2 separate regions of the Mus musculus genome follow, and region 1 is linked to region 2. A link is a contact called in public HiChIP or PLAC-seq data. All regions are on one chromosome and are shown on one strand. Each heading gives the region's core, a stretch centred on a gene start, on an enhancer-like site or on the middle of the called end of the contact. The rest is flanking DNA. Distances are from core to core; before and after follow the strand shown.

What was found. HiChIP or PLAC-seq counts read pairs in DNA pulled down with a chosen protein or histone mark.
Region 1: a contact with region 2 is called in a FOXA1 HiChIP or PLAC-seq map of pancreatic cancer cells. The contact joins two enhancer-like sites. A contact is called at or near these places in 10 of 39 promoter capture datasets (the 3T3-L1 cell line, 3T3-L1-derived adipocytes, the HPC-7 cell line and 7 more), 4 of 115 datasets of contacts at active chromatin or transcription factors (double positive thymocytes, embryonic stem cells, oligodendrocyte precursor cells and 1 more) and 3 of 9 other capture datasets (adipose tissue, liver and macrophages).

The regions. Positions count from the first base shown.
Region 1 is chr1:181,520,203-181,522,902 of GRCm38.p6, forward strand. No RefSeq gene overlaps it. Among named protein-coding and RNA genes, the nearest start is that of Ccdc121, 10 kb to the left of the region's middle. Within about 2 kb of position 1,344, at least 47 of the 459 cell types and tissues checked have an H3K27ac peak or open chromatin away from gene starts, as enhancers often do. A contact at or near this core is called in pancreatic cancer cells, where this site is marked.
Region 2 is chr1:181,331,485-181,334,184 of GRCm38.p6, forward strand. No RefSeq gene overlaps it. Among named protein-coding and RNA genes, the nearest start is that of Cnih3, 20 kb to the right of the region's middle. Within about 2 kb of position 1,282, at least 41 of the 459 cell types and tissues checked have an H3K27ac peak or open chromatin away from gene starts, as enhancers often do. A contact at or near this core is called in pancreatic cancer cells, where this site is marked.

The sequences.
Region 1 (2,700 bases), core at 94-2,593, 190 kb after region 2:
CTTGGTAAATGGCTTTAATTGTTGTTTAATAATCCTATCGCTTGCTTTTGAGTTGTAATTTTTAAAGGGCATGACACACATTATCTCATTTGCTCAATGGATACTATTATAAGCAGGCAGAGCGAGTGATAGCATTTAATAGAGTTGGGAAAGGAAGTTGAGTTATTTTCCTTTAAGGCTTTCAGAAGGAGTGATTCAACTCAACATCATTGGCTGATGTTTGAGGAGGAAAAAAAAAAGAGTAGAATGTGAGAATCTCTTTTGTGAGATTCTAGAAAAAAATCCTAGTTTACTTTCCTACTCCTTCTAATTATCTTTAATTATGAGCAGATGGTCTTGTTTCCTGAGTCACAAACTATAAAGCCCACTTATAGTAGGCGGGGCTATCTTTCAAAGTAATAAATCAAACCCACTAACAGTAACATGATAGCATTAACCTACTAACACTAACATGATGGTATTAACCCACTAACAGTAACATGAAAGTGGCAAATCCATCTGTGTTCTTGTCTGTGCCATGGGCGCCTATATTGTTAAGATGGACTCCCACTCTAGCATCATCCCTCTGAGACATGCTTGACACAAAGTAGGGCTAATGCTGGAAGAAGGTCTGTACTGGGATCCAATGTCGCTGTCTCTGCTTTGGGGTGTCAAAAGCTATCACAAAACTACAATTCCAGGAAGAAAATGGAGGAAAAGAAAATAGCAGTAGAAACTGAGATAAGAGTATATACCCTGCTCTTCAGCGTATACTCTTATCTCCCGCTCTGGCCAGGAGGTCTGGTGCTCTGCTGAGGAGCCACCTCTCGTCCCACATAGTTCTAGTTGGATGGATGGCGCTTCCAAGGATAGGAAGTTGTTTCCAGGTGCCCATGTGACCTCTGCCTGACCAGTGAGTACCCTTACTCTCTCCAGCCACGGTGATTGGCTCTGGGCTGCATATGAGACTTCCATTTCTCGAACCATCAGAACAGAGAGGTGATGCCTCTGATAGGGATGCTAAAGGGTGGATATGGACCAGATGAGGCAGGAGGTCAACACACTGTTGATCAGTTCTGTCTGAATAAGGCATGGATTGAAGAGAAGAGAGCTGGCTGTGGGTTTGGTCTGGATGCCCTAGTTTGAGTCCCTGAGTGTAGTCTTATCTAACATCAGGTCTGTTCCTTGGGACGGTTTCAGATTTGTAAGCTAATACTTTGGCAATATGCTAGCAAGTCTCTCTCTTTCAAGTCAATTGGAGTTCTATTTCTGTTTCTTATTTGCTTTAGTGACTCAGAATCCTGACCAAAGCATGCAGCTCAGGGTGGTGTGGGAGAAGGTTATTTGAGACTTGGAAAAGAGAGGCTGAGAAGTTGTTTTGGTTTTGATGTCAAAGCATCCAGGAGGAAAGAGAGATTAGAATCTGCACTAGGCTTAAGAGGATGACGTGGGTGGCAAGTGCGGAGGCAGCAGCAGCAATTGATACAGTTTAACAATTCATGGAGACACTGTTGGCTGCCACTGCAGGTGGGCACCGTGCTTTGAGGGGTGTGCAGGCATGGTTAATGAAGAGACGTGGCTGCTGCCGTCAATTGGAAATCAAACACAAAGCGTAATTGCTGTTGCTTTGCCTGTATCCGAGGAGCATTCTGCTACAGTCAGGGTGTAAGGCGTGCCAGTGGGATATGAACACAGGTAGACATTGTACAGAGCCTCATGACTCACTTCCCTGTGCCTTCCTTAAGAGGGGTGGAGAGAGGTGGAGCTAGCAAGCAGCAACAACCAAACTAATTTCCCTTAACCAGAGTCTTCACCCTGGGGTTCATAGCTTATGTTTACGCTTTAGACTCTCAAGCCCCTTGGCGATTATGCGCAGAAATTGCACTTAATCTGTCTGCAGAGAGGGTCCAGTTTGGAGAACAAAAAGAGTTTATTGGACCTGAGCTAGCCACCTGAGCCATGTTGGCCAGGTAGCTGCTGCCTTGTGTAAATTTAAGGCACAAGAATAAACAACTTCCCATCAGTCTCTGAGCGAGACAGCCCTGGGGAGCAGAGCCCCAGGATCTGAGAGGAACAAACAAGACCCCAGGACACAAGGTCTCAGAGACAGATCGCACAGCTCCCTGGGTCACAGCATGGTGGCAGGGCTGGGTTCAGGTGGTGGGTGATGCTATGAAGTCTTATTGTGTCCCTTCCTGCCTGCCGTCTGTGATAGGCGGCTAGGTGTTTGCTGGGCACTATAACCTCTGTTGTTGTTGTTGTTTAAGCTGTAGTTGGTGTCAATTATTTGTAAATGAGAGTCTGGAAGGTATTCCAGAAAAAGAGAAGCTACACCTATTGTTCTGAGTCCCTTTCAGCAGCGAGTCTCCATGATCCTTTGACTGACAGGAGAATTTTATGGTTTATTATCAAGGATTTTTTAGGATGTCAAAATGGTGCAGAGTGAAGCACATTATACCCTAATTCTAAAGCCCCCGTGATGTTTGTCAGTTTAGAGACTTCATTGCAACAGTTTGAATGGAAAAAAAATAATTTTTAAGGCGCCTTCATTGTTAATGTGAGCCACTAATAATGTTTCTTTTTAAAATAATTTCAGGCTTCAGTCACATGGCACAAAGAATTCTCTCATGTGCCCTCCACTTAGACTTCCGCCCTTGTTTAATCATCCTGTCTGTGTTCACATGAACCCCACACACGCCTGTGCACACGGCTACTTCGGAA
Region 2 (2,700 bases), core at 32-2,531:
CACACATACAGATACATGCACATACACTCACATACACACATACACACGCATACACACACATACATACACAAACACATATACATACACACTTTTCCCTCCTTAATATAGCTACCAACTTGTTTTTAAGGCATCTCTAGTTTGCCTTCTCTTGATGTCACATGGCTGTGTGACCTCAGCTGATGTGTTTCTGGGGTTCACAAGTGTTCAAGGTGATAGAGCTTAAGAACACACATGACATATCTCATGACATATCTCAATGACCTGGAGCATTGATGGACTCTATAAGCAGATTATAGAACATTAAAACATATTTCTTTAAAGCTTACATTCCAAAGAAATTACTCAAATCACATGAGTCCATCTAAGCATTCTTTATATCCTGATATATTTATCTTGATATGTATCATATATCAAACCACTGATATCGATGGTTGCTGGGATAAAACAAGGTGAACAGAAGCAACTTATGGAACAAAGAGTTTATTTTGGCTCATGCCTCCTGATAAGAGTCCATTGTGATGAGGAAGCTTGGTATGGATGCAAGATTACCAACCATCGGGTGTGGCCTCAGGAGGCTGAGAGCTCACATCCTCAACGGTAAGCATGAGGTAGAGAGAGTGGACTGGAAGTGTCTGATGCTTTTCATCTCAGAGGCTGCTCCCACTGACAGTACTTCCTCCAGAAGGGCTGTGCCACCTGAACACTCCCAAACAGCACCACAGCTGGGGACATTTCTCATTCAAATCACCATCCCATCCCAGATGGTAACTCAGAGGCTGGGAAACATTTCTAGCAGTGAACAGTCACAACTGGTCAGAGAAGGCTTTCTGGAGGCAGGGTATGAAGCAGGATTTGAATTTTAGAAAATTTTGAGCATATGTCAGAGAGGAATACGTGTTTGAAGAGGTTCCAGGGGAGGGGATGCATCAAGCCAGGCTGGCGGGTGACCAGGAGAGTCCACTGGAGGACTAGAGAGGGTCAACCATATAGTCAGCCAGGAATGTGATACTTTGACAGAGGATGAGCTTAGAGACCGGGTTGTTTGGTTCAGTGATTCCTAACCAGAGCATTTTAAAGCTACCCTGGCTGGGACTCGACCCCAGAGATTCTTGTTCAAGAGGGCTGGTGTGGAGTTGAAGGGATCTATTCTTGGGAAAAGCTCTTCAGCTAATTCCATGGCATTCAGTGGCAAACCCCCGTGAAATGGGGGTGGATTGCAATAGCTCACTTTCAAAGGAAGGAAGCTGGGATAAGAAGGGTTAAAGCAAGAGAGAGACTGTGTGAAGCAAGAACAAACAGGAAGTGAGTCAATGGGGGACCACGCTCTACTCCAGTGTGTCCCTCAGATTAGCACAGGCTGGTTGGTGTCCAACTTGTTCACAGCTGTGTCTGCCTCACTTATAACTCCACCCCAGGAAGTAATTACACTCACTACATGGTTCTTTGAGAAATTCATAATAGTTTTTTAAAAAGAGACATTTTCAGCACATCATTATTGCTGGTGTTACTTTTATTTGTAATGCTATAAAAGCAATTATAATTTCTCCTCTGTATTTCTATTCAGTTATTCCCTTTAAGAGTTATAACATACAGAGAAAAGACATTAGGAAAAAAATCTTCAAGTTTCTGTTGGATGGAGATAGACAATGCCCATAAACAACACAGCTCTAACTTGTCCTTGAATATCTTTAGAGTAATGGGAGACTCAGAGATATTATTATGCTCGATCATATTTAAGCCAGCTAGGTACTTCTTAAGTGCATTTAAATCTTGTTTAGAAACTAGAAAAAAAAAATAACTGGTTCCACCACAGATCCTTTCTGTCAGAGCACAATGTTTCATTAAAAGGCAGAGAAAAGAGCTGATGTAAAATCTTCCCTTTTTGGGATGCTGATTCTTTTTGTCATAGAACAAAGACTGACTGCTAGAAATATTTACATATGCAGCCCTCAGGATCGAAAAACTTGAATTTGATCAACAGACACATCTACCACTTGCTATATTTTAATTTCACCCCCCATGACTCAGCATTTCTAACTTGTCTTTGAGAAATTGAAAACAAAGTTTTCTTCTTTGTGAAGTGCTTTGTTTCTTTGGAATTAGTCCTAGTGTGTGGCATGTTTTCGCTGCCTTTCTATTGCTGGGAAGAGGCACCACGACCAAGACAAGTTTTAAAACAAAGTGTTCAATTGGACTCTTTGCTTACAGATTCAGAGTGTTAGAGTCTGTGATCATCATGGCACGGTGTGTGGCAGCAGGCTGGCAGGCATGGTGCTAGAGAAGTATCTGAGAGATTACAGCTGGTCCACAAGGTGGTGTGTGTGGGTGTGTGTGTGTATGTGCACGAGCATGTCTGTGTTACTGAGAGTGGCTTGAGCTTTTGAAGCCTCAAAGTCCACCCCCAGTGACACACTTCCTCTAACAAGGCCACACCTACTCTACTAATTCTTCCCAAACAGTTCCACCCACAGCTGGGGACCAAGCATTTGAATATATGAGCCTTTGGGAACTATTTTTATTCAAACCACCACATGACATAATTATAAGTGACTGTGTGGTATACCCCCCATACCCCCCCCACACTCCCCAGTGTAAGACCATGGACGTCTCAGAAATGCCATGTATCCTGGCTCTGCATCAGTCTTATGAAGGACTGCTCAAGGAATGTTGCAGAGAACCTTGCCTTTGGGCTATAAGATT